Linked DNA regions of Mus musculus: regions 1 and 2 are each linked to region 3. A link is a contact called in public Hi-C and promoter capture Hi-C data. All regions are on one chromosome and are shown on one strand. Each heading gives the region's core, a stretch centred on a gene start, on an enhancer-like site or on the middle of the called end of the contact. The rest is flanking DNA. Distances are from core to core; before and after follow the strand shown. Region 1 overlaps Pou2f3 (POU domain, class 2, transcription factor 3). Region 2 overlaps Grik4 (glutamate receptor, ionotropic, kainate 4). Region 3 has its middle 9.1 kb from the start of Gm26272.

Region 1 (3,390 bases), core at 291-2,790, 820 kb before region 3:
TTCTGTTTCTTATGTTTTCTGATAGAAGGGGTGATGAGCAGGGTCAAGCGAACATGGCCTTGAGATTTGGGGGTGTCTGGCTACGTATCTTTATATCCACATCTGAAGCTCTCCGGGCTTCTGTGAGTGAAAAGTCTCCACGTTCTCCAGGCCGAGAAGACACCAATGAGGGCAGGAAGGGGCTTCTACCTCCTTAGGAGGGCGCCTTCTGGAAGAAGACTCCTGCTTTCTAAAATAGTAAAGTCAGGGAGTTCACTTGGCTTAGAAAAGATAATCACTCACGATAGCTCTTTACCTCTCTGGTCACTGCCCAAGACTCATTACAATACCTTTGCACAGAGCCGTGGGTGGAGGAGATTCTACACCATCAAACCATCTGCTAGGTAGATGGGATGTTCTGTGCCTGCACCAGGGCAAGTGCGTACTATGGCCCCTGTCCCCGGCGATTAGCCATCCCAGCTTGAGCGCAGAGAGGCCTTTCCACTCAGGTGACAGGAACTGTCAACAAGGCCCTGGAGACCATCTTCACGGTGCTAAGCAGGCTGTGGGTTCAGTTACGTTTCCACAAGTATGAGGGGGAAACTGGGTTTTCGTCCAATTTGCCTGCGGTTCTCATCTTAGAAGTCAACGGGACCCGGTACAGGTTTCTCTATCTCATCTCGCAGACCCACAGCCAACACCCAGTTGCTTGGAAAGGTTCCAGCCTTTTCCACTCGACAGCTGTGAAAAGGGATTTTTTTTTTTTTTGGATTAGTGAGGGCTTTATTTCTTAATTTCATAGCTTTCTCAGCACCTGAGAGTGTCCCAAAAACCATGCTGGAGGCAGTACATTGGAGTGCACCTTCTCCCTGTGCCCTGCAATGCTTGTTTTTGTTTTTTTAAACCAAGGGACATCTTAGCCCACAAGCTGAGGCTCTGGAAGAAGTGTTCCTGTGTTTTTGTTTGTTTCTTTGTTTGTTTTTCAGGACAGGGTTTCTCTGTGTAGCCCTGGCTGTCCTGGAACTCACTCAGTAAACCAGGCCGTCATTGAACACGGGGATATGACTGTCTCTGCCTCCCTACTGGGACTAAAGTCTTGCACACCATCACCTGGCCTCCTGCGTTGTTTTCTTTGTTCAGGCTGTCTTCTTTGGGGGTTACTCTCAGCACTTCTTACCCAAGGGGTTGGGGGAGGGGGGAGGGAATTGTGAGAAAATGAATGACTAAAAAGACTGATGAGTGGAAAACGAGACAAATTAATCTCCGAAGAGAAACATAAGTTACCAAGACGCTCCAGCCTGCACCTTAAGGAGGTCTCTACCATCAGGCATTCTGTTTGCCGAACTGGGAGGGTGGGTGTGGCCCCCTCCAGAAGAGTGTCGGGGCATCGATCTTTGAGGCAGATGAAAGGGTGCGTTTTCTTTTATGGTGGTACTGGTTTCTGAACTTCAGCACAGCAGGAAGACCTGGCAGCGATCCTAACAGATAGCACCCAGGTTGGAGGCAGAGCGCATGCTTCCGAGCTCTGTCATAGCTACACCCCCTTATCTCTCTCCGCGGAGCATAATGAGCCTGGAAAGGAACCCAACACTTGCCTTGGAGCTGGAACTATGCCAGGCTGCTTGGGATGGCTCTAACCAGTGTGATTTCTCTCCCACCTCCACGTTCGCATGCTCTCCTCTGTCCCTCTCCTTCCCTCCTGCCTCCCTGAGCCTCTCTAGGATGGGGATACCTGAGGGCAGAAAAAGAACAGAAAGCCAAGAACCCAGAGGTATGGCAGAAAGATGGTCAAAATAGCTTTTGGAGCAGATTTGTTTTGGTGGAGGTGGTTTTGGAAGAAGAAACCATTGATTATCTAGTTTTAAAAAACCTGCTAACAAGTGTCTCAGTGGAATCTAGGTTGTTTAGACCCTCAGGACTGTGGACTGAAGCCGGGTATCAGCACTCCTGAGACGGATGGGCAGAGCTAAGGAGGCCTAGGGAGGGAACTCTAGAGACCAACCCATCTGCTGTGTCTTTTGAATTCTTAGAGTTCTCTCTGTTACCATTAGTACTATCATTTCTTTTCCTTACTTCGCTTTGCTTCAAGCTTCTAGAAGATCTCTCTGTGTGTGGGCAGTGACTTTGCAAAGTATGCTGGGAAAGCCAGCCTCTTACCAATCCATCTGTCTGTGGCTTCTCTGGGGGATCTCTTGGTAATCACTGGTCTACCACATCTACCATCTGTGCGTGTGACTAGAGTTGGCTTTTTCTGCCAGAGGGATAAGAACCACATAAGAACACCTAACAGGTGGCCTATCCATCAAGATCACATGGAAAGTTAGAGACTGAGTTAGGATGAGAAACAGGGTCCGCCTTGCTCACTGTCCTGTGTTTTCCTTACTGCCTCATCAGATCTTGTAGGTCAGAGGAAGGCATTGGGTCCCCTGTAGCTGGAGTTGCAGGCTGTTATGAGCCACCTGAAGTGGGTCCTGGTTATCAGGAATAACAGCAAATGCTGCTAATCAATGACTTATCCCTCCAACCCCATTGTTGTCTTTTAATCAATTAATGTTCTTCAGGTTCCCACTATTTAGCTCCTTCCTGTCAGTCAATGAGAATCCTTTCCCTGGTGATCAACGTTCATTTTCCACAGGGACTCAGCACAGGTTCAGATGTTAATCTCAGTTTGTTTGTTTGTTTATCTAGCTTTGTGGTTTGTTTTTGGGGGGTAGGTTTCCCCAATGTGGCCCAGGCAGTCCTTATACTGGAGACCTTCCTTCCTGCCTGGTCCTCTAGCAGTAGCGTGCACCACCTTGTCTAGCTCATACTCTCAACTCTTTGCTTGGGTCAGGCAAATACCCAACAGGAAGGATTCCTGTGTGCTTCGTGGAAGGGTGGTAGAGATGGAAGAACTGGAAACCACCAAGGGTCTCTCAGGCTCTTGTAAGGAAGGCATTCCTCTGCTTGTAGAGAGACTGCCACCCTGTCACCAAAATCATGCTGACCCAGAGGGCTTCAGCAGATGTAGCTTAGCGCTAAGAAGGTAGACAAAAGAGATGAATGGACAGAGTCCCCTGACAGGCAGTTTCCAGGCTTGCAAGCTTCATTGATGGCAATCCATACATTTAGAGAGTTTTAAAGATACTATTTAGATACACAGTCACCTCAGAAAGGAAATTCTGATAGCCCAGTGCAGTAGAAAAGCAAAGGATCTACAAACATTTATCCTAGTAAGCGTTCTTTCGTCTGGTTGGTTGGTTGGTTGGTTGGTTTTGTGTGCAGCCCAGGCTGAGTTCAGACATGATCCCCCTCCCTCACCTTCCCAATTACTGTGATCAGAGTGCATGGTCACACTGATCAGACTAGCCACTGAAGACTATTTTCAGTGGTTTGGGTTTTTGTTTGTTTTGCTTTTGTTTGTTTGTGACA
Region 2 (3,013 bases), core at 479-2,978, 540 kb before region 3:
ACAGCAGGGAGAGGCCATCGGCTGCCTACCTCATTGCTCAGAAAGAAGGATAATTTGATCACTGGTGCCCACCGTATCCTCTGCCACACTTGATACTCCTGCCATACTGACCTATGGTATTATGGCATGTAGAACATCCCTTAGTCTTTCTCGTGGTCTATGCAGTTCAGTCTGATGGAAAAGCGTTTTACTCTCACTGGAAGCTCCCAACCCATCCCATGAGCATTTACGGCTCAGTCCTGTCCTCTGTAGTTCTTAGCAGGCTGTGCTGCATCCCCTTCTCAGATTCTGAGCTTCTCAGGCACCTATACCACAGAAAAAGGGAGCCCTGTCATAGGCCCAACAATTCTTTGCTACACTGGTTTTGCCTAATATTTTCAGATGTCTACCGTGTGTCAAACAGTGTGTTAACCAGTGGTTCTCAACCTGCCCGATGCTGCTGCGACCCTTTAATGCAGTTGTGCTGACCCTTAACCGTAAAATTATTTTGTTGCTACTTCATAACTGTAATTTTGCTACTTTTATGAGTCATAATGTAAATATCTGAAATGGGGTCACGACCCACACAGGTTTTAGAACTGCTGTAACGTTGGGGGTTGAAAGATCAGACCTTGTCTCTAGTTGTAGGTCCTGGGAAGGGACAGGCCTGTTAACTGGGAAACATGAAAGAATAGTGGAAGGGATTTAGAGAAAAAGGCTTTGGGGGCATAGTGGATTCTGCCTGGGAGGTAGAAGGTTCTAGAGCAGCTTATGGGGGCAGTGGTCAGAGGAAAGGCAGAGTGGGACTTCAGCCCGAGGCGGGGTTTCAGAGAGAAATTTGTACCTCTATATCTGACTCGGATGTAGGCTTATTTGAAAGTTTTGGGAGAAGGAGCTGGCTTGGGAGGTAAGGAGGAGGACATGTGGGGAAGGGGAGGGGCAAGCGAGAAGGGGCCCCAGCAGCCTGACCCACACCCCATTCTTTTCTCACCTTGAGGGGTGGGGCTCCAGCCTCCCTGATTTAGCAGCTCACAGAGCTGGGGACGTTGAAGCCTCATGCCATGCCAACTCTGGTAGCTTTGCTGCCCGCAATGTCTCTCCACCTTGATGGTTGACTTTCCATTCCTGGGGTTCTGTGTGGCTGTGCTCCTTACCTTTGGGGCGATCAGGGTCCCTTCAGTGCACTGGTGAAGATGCTTCTCATGGCAATGCCTCGGCTTGGAGCTCTAGGGACCAGGGAGTGAGTGAGTGGTGTCTACAAGGCTCCGTGTCTGTGCAGGGCTCCACACATGCCCACCCTCTCCCTTTCCCATTCTTGGCTGCTCTACCTAACAGGTGTCACCTGCCCTGTTCTGTCCCTGGGTCCCTCCCTCCCTCCACTGAGCACAGCACCAAGAGGCAGCTGAGTCTTAGTATACCGGGAAGGCAATGTCTTTACTGCTTCTTTTTAAACAACAAAAATAAAATTGCTTCCCAGTCTTCCTTGGCGGCTGATGCCAGCGTGTTTACATTAAGGCATCTGCGGGGGTCCCCCAGGTTGTGGCTGCCTGTGTTTCCTGCTTATTTGTTGCACTTCTCACTTTGTCTAATTTCCCAGTACAGCGGAGTCTTTGTATCTTTTTTTTTTCTAGAAAGGTGTGAGGGGGTGGGGGGGGGGGAAAAGGGAAACCAGTTCCTGGATGAGCCCCTTAGCCAGGCTGCAGCCCAATTAGAACGCTGCTCAGCTCAGAGGAGCTGGAAAGCCTGCCAACGGAGACTCCTGTTCGAGCCCTAATTACCGCTTGATGGAATGAATAAAGACTGGTGTTTTCTGCATTTTACTTACAGAGTTGCTGATGCGGTGAACGCAGGGAAGAGATGACTTTTTCCTTTGAGAGATTAGAAGCTAAGTGTGTCACTGACCCAAACGAGTCGCTGTCTCAGCGACACTGTCCCTCCTTCACTGTCCTGCACATTTGAGCTGGTCTGGAGGCAGAAGCAAGGCTCCTGGAGCCCTTTCTGCATACTCCCTGCTTTATTGGAGTCAGGGTGGGAAACATCCTGACCATTTTGTCCAGCTGCTTCAAAAAGACTGGAGCATTTATTGAGCACCTGCTGTTTATTGGATCTCCCTGTCCCCGTACTCATATCCTCAGTGATGTTAGGACATGGCTAACTTGCCTAATGGTGCTGTGTGGCTGACAGCTTGTAAGTAATTTGTCTGAGTTTACATAGCTGACAGGTGGCAGAAAAGCAGTTTGAGTTCGGACTTCGGATGCTGAGGCAGATCTTTCTTTGGCAGCCTTTCTTTATTTCTTCTGGGAACACCTTGGAGGCCTGCTTGGTCTGTCCAAGCCTGGAGGATGCGACCAGTTATTTGCTTTAACAAGTAATGGCAAGGAGAATGTGGTTGTTAAGTTTCTGCTGCACAACAAACCACCCATGAACTTAGTGGCATAGAAACACACTTGGTTGTTCTGCCTGGCCTGAGTTAGCGAAAGGGCTTTTGTGGTCTAGCCTGGACTGCCCTCCCATGCCCTCCTACGTCCTCCTCTCACTTCCTCCGGTCTCTCTCCTCTTCCTAGCTTGCTCCCTTTTAGCTTTAATGTCTTTCCTTTTTTCTTTTGAGACAGGGTTTCTCTGTGTAGCCCTGGCTGTCTTGGAACTCACTCTGTAGACCAGGCTGGCCTCGAACTCAGAGAGCTGCCTGTCTCTGCCTCCTGAGTGCTGGGATTAAAGGCGTGCACTGCTGCCAGCAGCACCACCACCTGGGGTCTTATGACTTAAAAAATTGTGACCTAGTGATTTTTTAAAAAACATTTATTAATTTTTATTTTATTTTTTAAAAATTTATTTATTTTATTTATATGAGTACACTGTAGCTGTCTTCAGACACACACCAGAAGAGGGCATCAGATCCCATTACAGATGGTTGTGAGCTACCATGTGGTAGAGGGGTCAGTGCTCTTAATCTCTGACCATTTCTCCAGACCCTAATTTTTATTTTATATTTATGATTTTTGCCTACACACACACACACACACACACACACACA
Region 3 (3,196 bases), core at 192-2,691:
TGAGACCCCGAGGTCTCGAAGGCTTAAGCCGCACAGACTTGCTTCTTGTTCATGTCTGTGGACTCTGCCGTTCGCTGGTCTCCTGGAAAGGAGATTGATGGTGTCGTCACTATTTTTTAATGCCGCCAGTTGAGTGCGCGGCTTTAAGGAATGAGTACAAGCAGCTCGGGCCCCTCCCACAGCTCTGCCTCTGTCACTTCTCTGCCTGGAAGTCTCCTTGTTGCCGTTCCCATTCCATTGGCTAGCACAAGTCTCATGGCCATCAACTAACTTTCAGAGGCCCCATAAGTTGGAAACCTGCCCTGAGCCTGTAAGGGAGACTGGAAACCAGCAGCAATGGCTTTCAAGCTGTCTTCAAGGCAAGCATGTCTCTCTGAGTTGAGAAATACTCCCTCACAAATGACAGCACAGGCAGGCCCTTTAGCCTGTTTCTCTAAAGACAGAAAAACCAGGATCCAGCCCTGACTCTTCCAATCCTCTGCCCCAAGTGTGACTCTTGAACGCCCTCAATACTGCCCCCTTTGTTTTCTTCCCTGTAAAATGGGAACATACACTTTTCTAGAAAGATTCTTTAGGTTTCTGTCTTATATTCATTTACTTGCCCACGTGTCCTCACCTGTCCATGTGGATCAGAGGACAACCTGTGCCCATGGAGTCTCTTCTTCAACCTTTGGAGTTCCAGGAATCAAATTCAGTAATTGGCTTGACAGCCTTTACCAACTGAGCCATCCTGCTGACCCTCAAAGATTCTTTCTTATGTTCGAAAATGACACTTGTTAAACATAGCCACGCGAGAGTTTAAGATACCTCTGACGCCGGAAATGGAGGTACATCCCTAGTGTCCTAATCCCTGGGAAGTGGAGGCAGGGGAGTCAGGAGTTCAAAGCTGGGTTCTGTAACCTAAGGTGTTCAAAGCCATTCCAGGCTGTGTGAGACCCTACCGCAAACCAGCAAACAGAAAAGATAATTGTTTGTACTCAAACAGGGAAGAGGGAAAGAGTCTGGTCAGCAAAGGGCAGAAAGGAGAAAACAAAGCAGCCTTGATGGTATTCAGTACCCAGGGAGACATCGGGGAGCAGGGAGCTGCTATTTGTGACAGTTGGGAATTCTATAATTGGTTTCTTAACCAGTGCTAGGTGTGTGCTTTACTCAAAATCCTCACGGCAGAGCTTAAGAGCACCAATTATTTAACATAGTCTAATATTCCAACTATTTTTAGAATCGTTTGACATTTAACAAGAGCTTGAAATCTAATAAAATTCCTTGCAACCAAAGGAATTAAGTAATTATCAAAAGATAACAGCCACCAGGGCTGGGATACAAAGCATTGCTTCTTACTAATTCTGAATTAATTAAGAAGCTACCCCTGTTAGAACCCCTCTGACTCTCTTCCAAACCTCAGGGTGTCTCCGCACCGCATGCATCACTGCGATTTTGTCCTGCTTAGAACACTGGGGAAATTTTCAGGGCTTGGGTGTACCGACATCGGCTGCCAGGCCAGAGAAAAAGAAAATCAAAGAGCACCCTCTAGTGTCCATTTTTAATATAGCGTGAAACCTGAATTATATGAAACCACAGCAATCAAATTACAATCCCCGCCTCCCCACACCTTAGCTACAGAACATTACCAGAATATAGCTTTAGAAAACACAGGAGATGCCAAGGGCATCTTCTAAAGAACACCGTAAGATTTATTTTTATGCGCACAGTAAGCCTCGCTCCGAGAAAATACCAGCTTTGGGCGTCCCATGCAAATTTTGTCCTTAATATCTATTTCTCTAACTCGATGACAAAAAATAGCTACTGAGAAAAATTAAGTATCTCTTTTAAATGTTGTGAAATAAACAATCCAATCGAGACGAGCTCATGAAATATTTACTGGCCTTTCCCCCGACGCAGAATGCAAACTCCTCTGATGTGTATCCACCAAGCAAGAGCAGTAGCTCTCTGCTCTGACTAATGGAAGGTTCTGTTGGTGATGGTTTAATTATGCTCACTGAAATATGGCTCCCTCCTAAGAAAACACTGCCATGGCAGAGGGACAGATCTCAATGTCTATAGATAGAAATAAAAACACAAAAGGGCCATCATTCCAGGAAGAACTCGACAATCAAATTCTGTATACTGAGAAAACAAATGGAGAGATTATATTCACTGTACATTTGGTTGCGTGCTGCTGTTTGCACATCGCCTCTAGGTTAGCTGTTGTTTTGTTAACATAAAATATCCATTGTGAAATATTTGGAGAACTAAGATATCCTCCCATTAGATGAAATTGCAATACATTATGCAAATGTAGCATCCTCCATAACCAATGCTTTCTCACTGTATTTAATATTGTTTGGCTTTGAATCATGTTGCACGTTGGAGGAGACATTACAGAAGTGTTAAATTGAACTTAAAGGATAAACAGCATCAAGTGCTAAGGAAAAGCACAAACCGTCTTGTATATATGTATGGGGGATTTTCATGTATATTTATTCAATAATGATCAATTCCTAATGAGAAGTGTTTAAATGGGAGCAATATTTTAATAAGCAGGAATCCAGAGTTCTTGGCTTCTTCCTAACTCTTAAATTTCTTTATGCAATAATTCAGTGTACAAAAAAATTCCAACTATGTTGTTCTATTTTAATTGGGATACAAACATTTTATTGAAGAAAGTAACATATTTAATTGCCTCGGGGCTTGCAAATACTTGAGTCTACACAAATTACTAAAGTTTCTTAAAAACAAAACAAAACAAACAAACAAAACCCTTATAGTCATGTAGAATTTTGCTTCTAGGTTATGTCTTAGCCCAAGGCAGAAAAGACATAGTTCCCAGTGGTATCCTCTTGTTACTATATTGGCTCTTTATCTTATTGTCACGACAGATTACTTGACACAGTAACTTAAGGAAGAAAGGATGTATTTTGGCTCAGAGTTTTAAGTGCTACAGTGCCTCACAGCAAGGAAGGCATGAGGTAGCTCGCTCTATGACCTCTAGATCTTGTTTTATAGTTCATGTACCTCATGGCTAGCTAGAAAGTAGAACACTCTCTCTGGAACCTGGAACAGACATCCCTTTCCTAGCCCAATGAGGACAACCAACTGCCAGTAGCTAGGCTACAGTCCCCAAGGTTCCACAGCCTCTCCAAACAGCGCCACCGGCTGGGGACCAGGGGGTTAAGCAATGGAGGGTGGACATTTCACA

Evidence for each region. Promoter capture Hi-C pulls out the DNA fragments that hold promoters and counts their contacts. Hi-C and Micro-C count contacts between places; a contact is called where the count stands out from the background.
Region 1: a contact with region 3 is called in a promoter capture Hi-C map of hippocampal neurons, with 4 times the contacts expected there. The contact joins two enhancer-like sites. A contact is called at or near these places in 1 of 39 promoter capture datasets (hippocampal neurons), 3 of 484 Hi-C or Micro-C datasets (the G1E-ER4 cell line, the HL-1 cell line and embryonic stem cells) and 1 of 9 other capture datasets (embryonic stem cells).
Region 2: a contact with region 3 is called in a Hi-C map of cortical neurons, with 2.6 times the contacts expected there. The contact joins two enhancer-like sites. A contact is called at or near these places in 1 of 39 promoter capture datasets (hippocampal neurons), 2 of 484 Hi-C or Micro-C datasets (both in cortical neurons), 1 of 115 datasets of contacts at active chromatin or transcription factors (acute myeloid leukemia) and 1 of 9 other capture datasets (embryonic stem cells).

What each region holds. Positions count from the first base shown.
Region 1 is chr9:43,148,426-43,151,815 of GRCm38.p6, reverse strand. All of the region lies in intron 3 of Pou2f3 (POU domain, class 2, transcription factor 3), which reads left to right. Among named protein-coding and RNA genes, the nearest start is that of Tlcd5, 34 kb to the right of the region's middle. Within about 2 kb of position 1,540, at least 32 of the 459 cell types and tissues checked have an H3K27ac peak or open chromatin away from gene starts, as enhancers often do. A contact at or near this core is called in hippocampal neurons, where this site is marked.
Region 2 is chr9:42,867,421-42,870,433 of GRCm38.p6, reverse strand. All of the region lies in intron 1 of Grik4 (glutamate receptor, ionotropic, kainate 4), which reads left to right. Among named protein-coding and RNA genes, the nearest start is that of Grik4, 75 kb to the left of the region's middle. Within about 2 kb of position 1,728, at least 4 of the 459 cell types and tissues checked have an H3K27ac peak or open chromatin away from gene starts, as enhancers often do. A contact at or near this core is called in cortical neurons, where this site is marked.
Region 3 is chr9:42,325,171-42,328,366 of GRCm38.p6, reverse strand. No RefSeq gene overlaps it. Among named protein-coding and RNA genes, the nearest start is that of Gm26272, 9.1 kb to the right of the region's middle. Within about 2 kb of position 1,441, at least 14 of the 459 cell types and tissues checked have an H3K27ac peak or open chromatin away from gene starts, as enhancers often do. A contact at or near this core is called in cortical neurons and hippocampal neurons, where this site is marked.